Linked DNA regions of Mus musculus: region 1 is linked to region 2. Evidence: chromatin contacts called from public HiChIP or PLAC-seq data. All regions are on one chromosome and are shown on one strand. The core of a region is the stretch at or near the end of the contact, and the rest is flanking DNA. Distances in the headings are between cores, read along the strand shown. Region 1 has its middle 66 kb from the start of Gm31836. Region 2 overlaps Rbm19 (RNA binding motif protein 19).

Evidence for each region. HiChIP or PLAC-seq counts read pairs in DNA pulled down with a chosen protein or histone mark.
Region 1: a contact with region 2 is called in an H3K4me3 HiChIP or PLAC-seq map of embryonic hindbrain, with 3 times the contacts expected there. The contact joins two enhancer-like sites. A contact is called at or near these places in 3 of 115 datasets of contacts at active chromatin or transcription factors (embryonic basal ganglia, embryonic hindbrain and forebrain) and 2 of 9 other capture datasets (adipose tissue and pancreatic islet).

What each region holds. Positions count from the first base shown.
Region 1 is chr5:120,298,490-120,305,014 of GRCm38.p6, reverse strand. No RefSeq gene overlaps it. Among named protein-coding and RNA genes, the nearest start is that of Gm31836, 66 kb to the right of the region's middle. Within about 2 kb of position 2,639, at least 12 of the 459 cell types and tissues checked have an H3K27ac peak or open chromatin away from gene starts, as enhancers often do.
Region 2 is chr5:120,172,199-120,178,399 of GRCm38.p6, reverse strand. It overlaps Rbm19 (RNA binding motif protein 19), which reads right to left. Exons shown (of 24, transcript NM_028762.1): 22 at 2,436-2,541. Among named protein-coding and RNA genes, the nearest start is that of Gm10390, 36 kb to the right of the region's middle. Within about 2 kb of position 3,904, at least 25 of the 459 cell types and tissues checked have an H3K27ac peak or open chromatin away from gene starts, as enhancers often do.

The sequences.
Region 1 (6,525 bases), core at 1,390-3,889, 130 kb before region 2:
GGATATGACAACACTACTAATCCTAGCACCCAGCACTGGGGTAACAAAGGCCAGAGGATGGTCCTTAGCTATATAGTTAGTTTGAGGCCAGCCTGAGCTACATGAAAGCCTGTCTCAGATAAAAACAAAAAACAAAAAACAAAAACAAAACAACAAAACACAAGAACATTACTCTAAAGGTCTCCGTTTACAGACAACTCAGGAAGAGCACACTGACCCCGCCTTGAAATTCATCTCCCTCCCGTTCCAGGCCCATCCCTGTTGGGAAAAAAATGACTCTCACAAAAGATCCCTCTGCAGCAATTATCTAAATGGGAGGCTGGGAGGGGGGGAGCCATTTAGAATCCACTTCATTGCGGGATTACCTAATTAATTAACGGTTTCGCTGACAACTCGTTGGAGAAGTGTGTTAAACAGGAGCGCAGTGGGCCGTGATTTATAGACTCTGACACCCCCCTCCTGGCCTCTCCACCTCCCTCCTTCCTGCCCTCATGCAGCCCCCCCCCTCCAGCCTTCCCACTTGGCCCGACACAAGGAAGCCTGAGAGGACCCTCTCCCTCCCAGGCTCCCTCTGGAGTCTGGGGCGCACGGAGATGACAGAAGGGCGCTGGAGAGGGAGGGGGTGGGAGACAATGGGGAGCTGAGAGGGCAGCTGAGACCGAGGGAATGGTCGCATCTGCCCCTTGCCCCCAGCCCAGAGCCACTCCATCTGTGCGGACCCTGCACGTGGAGCCCCCCGTGGGCACCGCCCGTGCCCGGATGCTTCCTCTCGAAACTCTGGAGTTTTCCAGATGCCGTGTCCCTCAGCTTGGAGAAGCCTGAACGGTCAGGAGGTTCAGAAACTTAGTTTTGACTTTCTTACCGGAAAGGGTTTTCCAACTTCCGGTCGGTGAAAGATGAAGGCTGGGGTGTGGCTCAGTTGGCAAAGTACTGCCCAGGGTGCATGGCTTCCAGCCCCAGCGCGGCGGGGAACAGGCTATAGTGGTGCCTACGGGTGATCCTGGTACTGCTTGGGATAGAGGCAGGAGGAATTGAAGTTCAAGGTCAAGCTTGGATACACGGGACGCCCTCCACCCACGTCGTAAAAACAAATAATATAAAAAACAAAACGCAAAGCCCTGAGGTGAGAGGGGGGGGGGGAATGCGGATCATCCTAAGTTCTACGGACACCCGTGCCATGGATGGTGTTGTGTCGGACATGCGAAGGTCACCCAGACAAGGTTCACACCCACAGAGACGCCGTCCTGGTGTGAGCCAGATTTTCAACAGTGGAGACCTCTGCCTGAAGGAGTTAAAGCCAAGCGCCTGATGGGGAAAAATATCACCAAAGGGGGCTTGTGACTTGATGTCTTGAGTGCCAGGCTAGCTCAGTTGTGACTTCTAGCTCAGTACCTTCCTACTGCTTCCTGTCCTCATGTTTATGGGTGATGGGAAAACGGTCCTAGCCACCCGAGGTTTCCAGTCAGACCTTTGAGTGGGTGATTCTTTTCCTTAGGAATCACGACATCTTAGAGGGGTGGGCAACTAACTCTACGGACTTCCGGTTAGCTTCCCTGGGGGTTCAAGTCCCTCCTCCACAGTTCTAGAAAGATCCTCCCAGTCTTTCACACCAGGAGCAAAAGGGATCAGAAGTCCCAACATAAGCCACACACTACAGGAGCAGTCTTTGAATTCTCCTAGTCCTAACCACGCCTCTATATGGGTTCTGACCCACCCTCCCCACTCACTAAGGACCTGGTCAGGAAGGGAGCTAAGGGTGTCCAAGTGGGGTGACCACACCCAGGGAGATCTTTTTCTCCCAGGAAGTGGGATCTATGACTGGAGTCTCAATAGAAACTTCCTGCCAGGGATTCCCCAGGGTCAGAGGTTATGTGTGTAAAAAATGATAAAAGATGCCCACAGCGGTCAGAGTCCACCATGGAAGCTTCTGGAAGCAGATTCTGCAAGAATTCACTATGCTGTGGGTGAGGAACTCCTACTCCCATTTTACAGATGAGCAAAGAGTCACTGAGAAAATGATGGGGTCCGATATATGTCTGGTACAAACTTCTGTTTAAATGTAAGATCAGTCCCAGGCAAGAGTGAAGGGCTCAGTCAGGGTTGTGATGCGTTGAGGTTTCCCGTGTACACAGACCCTGCTAACCGTGAACTCCGCACCTCCTCACTAATTCATGCTTCTTAAGACAGAGGGGGATGGCACCAGAGAGGGTAAGCCCTTGTCCCTAGAATGCACGGCTGACCCTGTGTCGCTTGGTTGAGTGAAAAGGCAATGTGACCTCCAAGACTGGCCACTTGGGGGTACAGCAGAACCCCGCAGCTGCTGAACTGGTCACGCGTGGCCATGCAACCCGATTCTCTCCCGGAAGGGAGGCTGAAGGAAGGCCGGGGTTTCGTCCGGGTCAGCCTGCAGGTCGGAGGCCCCTGGACAGAACCTTGACCCGCGTCTGCCCCTCTCACCTCCCGCACAGCCCAGGTTCAAGGCCGGGCTCACGCGCGCGGGCGGAGGCCGGGAGGGGGTTAAACCGCGCAGCCCCGCCTGCCGGGCGCAGGAACAGATTTCGCGGTTCACACGGGCACAAAGGCCGCGCGCTCAAAGACGCCGCATTGTCCCCGCCGCGCCGCTCCCACCGCCGCGCGCGAATTAACCCTGTCACCCGGCCTTTGTCGCCGCGCACTTCAGGGCGGCCACAAAGGCGCCAGAACACCCTGCCGTGTTGTCAAGGAGGTGGGGTGGGGGTGGCTTTCAAGAGGGGATAGTGGAGGGTGGGGGGGCAGAGGCGGGGGTGGGGTGAGGGTGCAGGACAGGGTGCGGGACACAAGGTAGGGATAGGGATAGTAGTGGGGGTTGCAGGGGTGGGGTTAAAGGTAGAGTGGGGTGCAGGGGGTAATAGTGGGGTCCAGGGACATAGATGGGGTGCAAGACAGAGTGCAGGGAAAGACCCTGCGGGAGGGGGGTACAAGGGCCCAGGCACTCGGGGTCTCCTTTGCCCATGAGGCTCTGTTGGCCTCCTTTACCCGTTCTCTCGCCTGTGTGCTCCCTCCAACCCTCCCCCCTTCCCGTTCCTCTTCCCCTTCCCCCGTTGTGTCTGTCTCCTTTTTCCAGCTCCGTTTCCCTCTGCCTTTGGCTCCATATCTGTGTCACTAGGGATCGCTCAGTCGCTTTGCCCCCATCCCTGACTTTGCGATCCTGCCTCTTGGCTTCTACTTCCGCCTCTGTAAGCGATCCTTCCAGGGCCCGCTATCTTTTAAGACATGTGCTCCTGAGTGTTGGAGGATACGCACGCACACACAGACATTTGTGTGTGCACATGCAGTTCTTCTGCCTTCGGGGCCTGTGGCTGTCTTTGTGGGCGGGGGATGGATGGATGGCTTAGTGGCTGGAAGATCCCTATACCACCCCTTCAATAAATACCACATCCTGCAGGGGCACAGGCAGGAAGGGATGGTGTGGTCTCAGGGAGTGACCCAGCTCAGGAGACCCGTCCCCCATCCCCCCACCCCGCCACACTCCAACCCTCTGAAACCTGAGGGACCTCTTCCCCTTCCCAAAGATTGGGTCTGGGACCAACCCCCTGCTCTTCTTGTACCATCCTGAAGGACTTGGAGAAGACAAGATCCCCCCAGGTCGCACAGTACCTTCACACCTGTCTCAGGGCCTGGGTCACCCTCACTATGCCTTTTCCCAAGTTGTTCTAAGAGGTAGCTGGTCATACTCTCATTTCATACTAGGGAAACTGAGACACAGCAGAGGTGATCGAGCCAGACAGATCCTGGGTGCCCATTGGCCATCCATAGACTTGTTAATGGACTCCAGAGGGAGGTTCTGCCAAGCCATTCTTCAGTGACCTTCTGTCTCCCCACCCCACCCCCCTCAGCTAGGGTCAGTGTGAGCAAGGCATTATAGGGAGAAGATGAAAGTTTGCCCCATGGGTCATGTGGAGATCGAGTGGGGAGTTTGCACATCTTGCTGTCCTTTCTGGTATAGTCCAGTACCACCAGCTTTCCCAGCCTTTCAGTTCATATTCACATACATCACCTAGATGTTCAGGGTGACTTCCAGCATCCTAGGACCAGTATATCTCTCCTCCCCACTATAGCTGCTGTCTTTGGTCCCCCTAGGCAGATAGGGACCCCTCTTCTGCATCCCTGAACACTTGCCTCTCTGCTAGAAATAACTCCCTGGCTGCCCTGTCCCCTGGGTTCACCCACCCTACACTCAGCTGCTGAGTGGGTCTCGCCTGGAGCCTTCTGCTCCAGCACCACCCACCCTACACTCAGCTGCTGAGTGGGTCTCGCCTGGAGCCTTCTGCTACAGCTACACTGGGGTGGGGGGAGGGAGGGTCTGGCGGGGCTCTCTCCCTTCCAGAAAGCCCCCTAGCCAGGTCTGCTGGGGGGGAGATAAGAAGCAGGCAGCCAGATCCGCCCCTGTTTCTGTAATCACCTTCTCACCCCCAAGCCCCCTTGCTCTGCACCCCCCCACCCCGTGACATCTCACTTTTTTTTTTTAAACATATATATCATCTTTATGACTGTGGCATGATCTGGGCTGACACTGCATTCATTTAGCCAAGGGCAGGTGGGGTCGTGGGAGACAGCTCACTGCACAGATTCATGGGGGGGGGGGTTGCTGCAAGGGAAGCCGCCATTCCCCCTGAGACATTGGGGGCACTGATGACAAACACAGTGCCTGGCAGAAAATGGATTTGGGAGTGCCAGGGACCTTGTGGCCTGTTCTCAGATGGCCTTGGGGGAGGCCTCTGTCTTCAGGACCCTCACGGTTTAGAGGTAGAGCCTTGAGGGTATATGAGAGAGGCAGTTTATCTCCAGTAACTCTTTCTCTTTTTTCTTCTCTCCTGCTTCCCTCCCCCTCCCTCTCCTCCTCCTTCACTCCATTCCTTCCTTCTGAGGGGTGAAATGGAAACTTCTACAGCTAACCTGGGTATGCTGCCTGGCACACTGGGAGGTGGGATTGCGGCTGCCCACGCTTACTTTGTGTATCTCCTGGTCCTGGTTCATCAGTGGGACATGGAGGCAACCCTGCCCCCATGGTTGCTCCCTGCTATGCCTGACTCCCTTCCATAATCCCGAGGGCTGGCAGTGAAGCCACACTCATGAAGGAGATGAGCTAGGGGCTAAAGCTTGTAGTGACAAGTATTGAGAATTCTGGATGTAAAACAAAAAACCAAAAACCAAAAACCAAAAGAAACCCCACAGAAATATTAAAAGAACATATTTTCGTTTTAACCTTCAGGTGCGGGGGGGGGGGGGGGTTATGGGGCTGCTTCAGGCTGTCCACAGCAGCTGACTATGATTTGCCTCGTGCAGGAGTGTGGTTTTGCCAGCTGCAGATAGCTGTCTACAATTGTGTGACATTTGGAATTCTGGAAACTTCAGAGGGTGTATAAATGCTAGCACCATGAGAGGCAGGTTTGGTGGTTGGTAGTTCATGGGGGTTCTTTGCAGTGTGTTAGTAGCTACGGTAAAAGATGCAATAAGAAGAAAATAGATTCACAAATCTCTCTCATTCTCTCATATTCTCTCTCTCTCTCTCTCTCTCTCTCTCTCTCTCTCTCTCTCTCTCCTCTCTAGCTCTCCACTCTATCCTTTCCTATCTAGTGAGAGGGGGTGAAACCAGAGGGATAAAGGATGGGAAGAAGGGAGAGAAGAAGGAGAAGGAGAAGGAGAAGGAGAAGGAGAAGGAGAAGGAGAAGGAGAAGGAGAAGGAGAAGGAAGAAAAGAACTCATAATATAGCAAAGACCAGATACAAATCCTCCGCTGAAATGGTCTGCACACACGCTGAGCTCTGGGGCTTGTGTCTGGGGTGCACATCTCCACTGGATCTCTGCTCTCCCTGTGAGTAGCAGCAGCCAATGGGGATGGCATGGTCCAAGACTGGCCATGCTGGGTCATGTGTCTTCAACAGTGAAGGACCTGTCCACCCCCACCCCATTGCCACTGGACACCAGCTTCCATGGCAGCCTCTGGTCCCTCTTCCCACCCCTTCTCTGTATTTGACCTCAAAAGGGGCCCCCATCCCTCAGAACCCCAACCTAGCCAAGCTCCTTAAGTGACACTCTTGAGCTACCTCACTTCAGCCCTTCTACCTCAGGGCCTTTGCACGGGCTGGTCCCAGCAGGAGCAGTTGATCACAGTTCCAAAGTTTACTTCTCAGGGTTGCCCCTCTAGTAGGTGTCTAGGACACACATCCCTTATATCTTTCTTATTCCAACTAGGCTTGCACTGGCTCTCCACTCTTGATTGGTTCTTTGCCTCTGACCTCCCTCCCAGAGGCTACCCATGATAGGAGGCTGGGCTTCTCCCATTCCTTGTTGTATTTTTCTGTTCCTGCATTGGAGAGTTGGGGGTCTTATTTAACCCTTGACCTTAGCATTTAAATACTCTTAAGTTGTTTTTTGTAGGTGAGTGAGAAATTAGAAAATGAAATGGGATGGACCTCATGCAGGGGAGTCTCCTCCTCGCCCCCCTCAACCCTCTAACCACCCCTCCCACCTTACATTCTGTCA
Region 2 (6,201 bases), core at 2,655-5,154:
GGGGACACTCAAAAGAAGTCCACAGGGTTGATCAATTCAGATACCCCCAGAGAAGCTATAGTGACCGGACCAGGGATGGCACACGGGCAGGGCAGCCCAGGTGACCTCATAGGTAGGTAGGATATGTGCTAGCCTGACTCCCGGCTACATCAGTCTCCTAGCTGACGGACACTGGCTTCCCTCTTCTGTGTAGAGGTTGGGATAACACAGGCACTTCCAGCAGCACTGATGTTTCCTGCCTAGAATACCAGGGAGAATTCACCTGCTTGTCTATCCATCTCCCGTAGGCAGGCAGGGCTCTGGGGCTGTGCAGTTGGACAAGGTCAGGAGAGGGAGGGTTTGTGCTCATCTCCACTAATCGTGGTGTGCTGGACTGGGACAGGCAATGTGCCTACAGTAGACACGTCACTTGTATGCTGGCGCTCTTGGGAGGCCCTGCATATCATTGTTGGGAGCCTGGGTTCTCCATGTGGCCATTATGGAGCCTCCTGCTGGCTTTGCTCCCCACGTTGTTATGCATGTGACTCAGAAGGGGTCTGATGGGTCAGGATCCCTGAGAATGTGTGAGGTACAGGGTGAGCCGCTCATTCCAGGATGGGGAGTGAGCACTTGTTCTGGGTCAGTGGGCCTGGGTGGGAGGCTACACCATGACTCTTATACCATGGGGCCAGGCCAAGAGCCCGATACCAGGAGCAGGGTGGGGTGAAGTAGGGGCTGTTGCTGGCCCCTCTGGGCAGACATAAGTCTCTCTGGGTCTCTGGCCTCACAGTCTTCCACTGTACAAGCAACCTCCTGCCTCAGTCCCAGGACATACATGTAGCCTCTTAGCCTACAAGGTTGCAAGTGCTCAGTGACTGGCTACTCTACATGGAGCAGGGTCAAGATGGGAGAAAGTGTCCAAGAGGACCAGAGACCGTCGAGGGGCCGGGGTGTTTCTAAAGGGGCCTCTCTTCTCTAAAATATCAAGTGCAAAAAGGAGGCTCGGGAGAAAATGAGGGCCCTAATCTTTGGGCTCTAATCTTTCCACAGCAGGGTAACCCCAAGCCCCAAGCCATAGCTAGAGAATGACTCCATGTTCAGAGTGTGACCACACTGTGTGCATGGTGCAAGGATATGCGGCAGGTGAAAAGAACTCATACTGCCACTCCTGACACAACCCGGTTCTGCAGACAGATCCAGGGGAGTGGAGGAGACAGACGGAGCTGCCCCAAGAAACAGCAAGAGCAAGGGATCACTGTGGGGATGGAACGCAGCTCACTCCCACTTCCATCAAGATGAGCTTACTGGCACAGTGGGTAAAAAGGGCATGAGTCCTGGCAGGGAGGGCAGGGCAGAGCACCACGGCAGGGATGGAAAGGCCTGAAATAGCACCTGGGAGCTGAGGGTACAGCCGGTCTCCGGGGCTGTGGGCAGAGAGCCCTCTCTGTCCTCAGCTGCCCTTTCTCTTGGTTCCAGGAGCCAAGAACCGAAAGGGATGGAGGGAGAAGCTGCCACCTCTGTGAGTCACTGCTGAGGGGCTGGCTTGGGATTAGGAGGATCATGGCCTCTGGCCTGAGGACTGGACTGTAATGCAGAAGTGGGCCCACGTCTGTCCAGCTCAGCTTGTCCCTCCAGCAGCTCCGTGAGGCCCAAGAGGCACTGGGAGGGGTGAGTCACTTTTCCAAGGTTTCCCCAAGGGGAAGAAGCCATGCTGGCTTCATAGATGGTGAGCCTATGTCTGGGGCTGGCTTTGGTAAGCAGGCCTTTTTCAGGGGCAGAGTTAGGCTCTATGTCTCCCAGGGCAGCCTTGTCTGGGGGTCTGGATAGGAAACTGTCAGTGATGGCCCTGGTACCCCAACCCTCCCTGTCCCGTCTGGGAAGCCTAGAGCTCAGGACACCGTGCGTACACTGTCTCGCACTGCCGCTCTGCTGACAGGATGTCACAGGTGTGGCTCACAGGGTCCCTGGGTTATAGCAATGAAGGGAGTCAGGTTGTGTTGAACATCTGCCATGTGCCAGGGAGCTGACCTCATAGGATCGTCTGTCACAAAGCAGGAATGGAGCACTACTGTTAACCCATTTCACAGACAAGGAAATCGAGGTACAGGGCAAGGCTAGGAGGGACCTAGCTACCCTCAGTGACAATGTTTCTCTGGCTGCCAAGGACTAGTGTTTGCAGTGTATTGTTCCTTCTGCCACTGAGAGGTGACAATGGAAGGGCTGCTAGCTGAGAAGAAAGGACAAATGTCTAGGCAATGAAGCAGATACCTGCACCATTCATGACAGACACGTGCACACACCAGCATGTACTACCTGGCCCTCCAAGCCCCGTGCCCAGTGCTCTGCCTCCAAGGAGACTGGATAAATCATCAGCGTCAGGGAGAGAGCGGAAGGCACGAGGCAGCCACACTCTTGCCGCCTCAGGGGCTCTGTGCTTCTCTGGGGGTAGCGCTCACCTTCGCATCCTGCTTGGTGATGAAGTCCACAAAGCCGAAACCGCGGTGGGCACCTGTCCCTGTCATCTTCTTCGGCAGGCGCACTGTCTTCAGTTCCCCAAAGGTGCTAGAGACAAAAAGGCAGACATCAGAGAGTGAGCGCTGGGGGCCTAAGGGCTTTGAGGGACACCAAGGGCTCTGGACCCCGTCGGTTACCAGAGATTGCTAGCTGCGGGAACATCCACTGCCTGGCTCGTTCATGTGCCTTCCTGCTCCCCCATACCCAGCCCTCTCTCCTCTGCAGGCGTGGCTTTCTTCTCCCTGCTGGCCACCACTTGGGGGAGGGAGGGCACCATCAGGATGGAAGGTGCTGATGGGAAATTTTTGGTGTCGCTCCTGCCACCTGGGGGACACCTTGACACTTGTTCTTTCCCCATGGGGATAGGTCTTGAGCAGGCCGTGCCAGGCCAGGAATTTCCCCAGCCAGTGCAAGGGGATGACTATGGGAGTCAAGGCTCTTGGGTGCACGGTCAGTGGGGTCCCCTGACCTTTCCCAGGCAAGCCTCCATATCCGGGACCGGGCACGTGCCAAGCCTAAGCTGACTGACTCCAATCCATGAAATCTTTGCTGTTAACCTAGAACCTGGGCGCTGGAGATGCCCCGATGTGCAGGGATCTGAAGACACACAACCCCTCCTTCTGAGCTGCATGTCCTCTACAGCTTCCTTTGATACCTGCTATGCCAGGCAGGCAGTGTTTTGGGGCAGAAAACCCAACCAGGGACCTGTGGCCTGGACCACCCTTGGGGTTGACCCTCTCCTCTCCATTGAGTTAACCTTTGAAAGACTCTAGGACAAAGGAAATGAGCTTCCTCAGGGTCGCTTGGCTGCATGCCCCCACCCCAATCCCTTTGTAATGTCCATTTATCAAATATGTACGCACACACTGCCACTGATAAATATTCAATGCGCTCTGCATTTGAAGAGAGGTCTTATTTTTATTTGAAAATCTATACTCTCTGGTGGCCACGGGGTCCATGCATCCATACACCGTGGTTTGGGATGCTTCAGGCCAAGGACCGATTGGGTAAAGAACACAGTGCAGGCCATAAGCCCTCACACAATGATGTAAGTTAAATCTGGGGCGTTAACCTGCAGCCCTGCCAGCATGAGCCGGCATCCGCTGGCCCCATTTCTGAAGGCAGGGCTGTGTGTAAACGCAGCATTATGAAGCCTAAAAATGAATCGGCACGTCCAGCTCTCCCTGTCAGCTCCCCCCATCCCTACGCCTGTGCAGGCCTCAGGGAATGGAGCTGGCGACAAGGCTAGCCTCCCCAGGATGGGAAGGAAAGAGGCAGAGGGGAGTCTGGCCAGACTCTTTGCTGAGAGGGAGCTCTTAGCTGATTTGGAGGGGGGTCGGAGTCTGAGCAGGTCAGATGAGAAGCCTGGAGAGCCACCAGTCAAACAGCCAGCAAAACCTTGCTTTATTCTGCCACCTAAAGGCCTGCACGTCCCACGACACACGGCCTTGGGTCCCTCTACCAGTCTCTATGCGTGGGTGGTGCTGACAGGAACAGGGAGAGCTGGGGATGGCTGAGGCAGGCTCCCAGCCTGGTCCACAGAAATGGCTCATTGGTCACTGGTTCTCTAGGTCACCTGTGGGGACATTGCGAGCCCAAGTCTGAGGGCTTGGCATCTAATGTAGGAAGGCTAGATAGATGACATGGGGCAGTCAGGCTGGTTGTCTGACAGAGCAGAGGGTGCCAACACCCACTGCTCTCCAGCTCTCCAGCCACACTCCCCTCATCTCCAGTACGCCTGTCACAATGCCACTGCCCATAGTGAACCAACTAGAACCACCCAGTCTGTGTGTGTGTGTGTGTATGTATGTGCAAGCGAGTGCAATTCTTCTAGTGAAAGGACCCCCACTCATCTTGCTTGTGCCGTGCCTGCAGCCTGGCGCCCAATGTCTGCCCTGCACAGGTTCTGCCAAAACCACTTCCAGAATGACCAACAGCAGGAGACAGCCGGAAGAGGCAGGGACTATGAAGAGGGGCTGTGGAGTCCACCACCCAAGTCTTTCCACCCTGCTTTACAAACAAGCCATCCAGGGAAAGCAGCCCTGTTCTGGGTGGGAAACAGCAGAGGGTGATGTCCCCTGCTTGGCCACAGGATGGTTAGTTCAAGCCTGCCCTGTTCCCCACAGAGACAAGCCAGAAGTGGGACTTCTTCCTTCCCCAAATATGGCTAAATCCAGGGTGAAGTGGTGTATGTGTATGTGTGTAAGGTGGTAGCTAGTCCTAGTGACCCACCCAGGATTGTGGGGGCAAGGGAGAGGACCATGTGCACCTTCTTTTTGCCTGGCTGTGTTGGGGTAGGGAGCAGGGAAGGGAGACAGAGAGAGGGAGAGGAGGGCAGGGTTGGGGATGGCTGCTGAGGTTAATGCCTCCCCTCCACATCGCGCTGTGAGCGTGGATGCTCGGTGCATGGTAAGCAGCCGAGGGGCCGGAGGAAGCAAGGAAAATAATTAAAAGGTGGAGAAAGAAGCTGGTGAGGAGGCGGAAGGAAGGGGCCGGGCTGCTGTGGTCTGTAGATGTGCATCTCAGAGTGCGGTGGCGGGAGCCAGGACAGTCTGGAGCCACCATGGAACTGGAGTGGGGATGGGAGCTGGGGGCCTTTGGGAGAGTCCACAACCTAGGCTTGGGGCTTCTAGACTGAATGGCCAAGGAACTCGTGCCTAAAGACCCCAGGAGCTTCAGGGGGGTGATCCTGGTAAAGAGCCAGGCTGAGGAGCAGCTGAGAGTTAAGAGTTAGAGCTTAGGAAGAACTTACCAGTATGTGAGGACACTTCTAGAAATGTAGACTGGAGGCTTCGGAACACTGTCATTGTCCATTACTACTACTGTCACCTCAGCGACAAAGGAGCCCCCCACCCCCACCCACCGCTCAGCTCTGAGACCTGCCACCCCCAGATGTAACAATGCTCGCTGGGGTCAATACTGTCACCACCTCTGGCTGACAGATGAGAAAAGCATGGGGCAAAGGGCGAAGGTGACAGACTGGGGTCTGAGGGGAGGCTCCTGCCCTGGGTGCTCAGGTACAGGGCTGGCCAGAGACCGGCCCTGGGTGCTTGTGCAATGCAGGGTTGTGGGAAGCCAATGCCGAGGATGGCGGAGAGATAGCCAAAGAGAATTAAGGAGGAAAAGAGAAGGGTGGGGGAGGGAAGAAAAAATAAAATCAATGAAGTACCTTTCGTTCCAAGGAGATAAGAGACATATAAATACCAGCCATTATGAAGGTTCTTATCTGCTGGCCTGGTCTGTGAGGCCGGTTTTTAAAAGAGGCCTTTGAAGGGACTTCCATGTGAACCCTGCCTCCTGGGAGCCAAGGCCACGGTCAGTGGGAAGAGGCTGGCTGGGGGCCACCAGGGGCCAGGGATGGAGGAGGAAACGTGGCACCTAGGGATTCATCCCCAGCCCAGTAGGCCGGGGGACGGAGCTGCACATGCTCCCCACTGTGTAGATAATAGAAACCACAAAATAGCAATTACTGTATCAGAAGCTGTGAATAAAGAGGCCAGAGCGGGCTTTTAAACACAGCCCTCCTCCCCTCCCCCACCCGCTCACACTTCCCTAACAAACTCACACCTCACTTTTCCAATTATTTCATTCACCCTGGGTTCACCAATTACGCCTCCCGCACCACGGCCCCGCCTCCTCCGCCAGGCTGCCACCACCAGGATTGGTGGCAGGTCGGTGGGTTTTCAATGACAACTGGAGTTTGCTGTG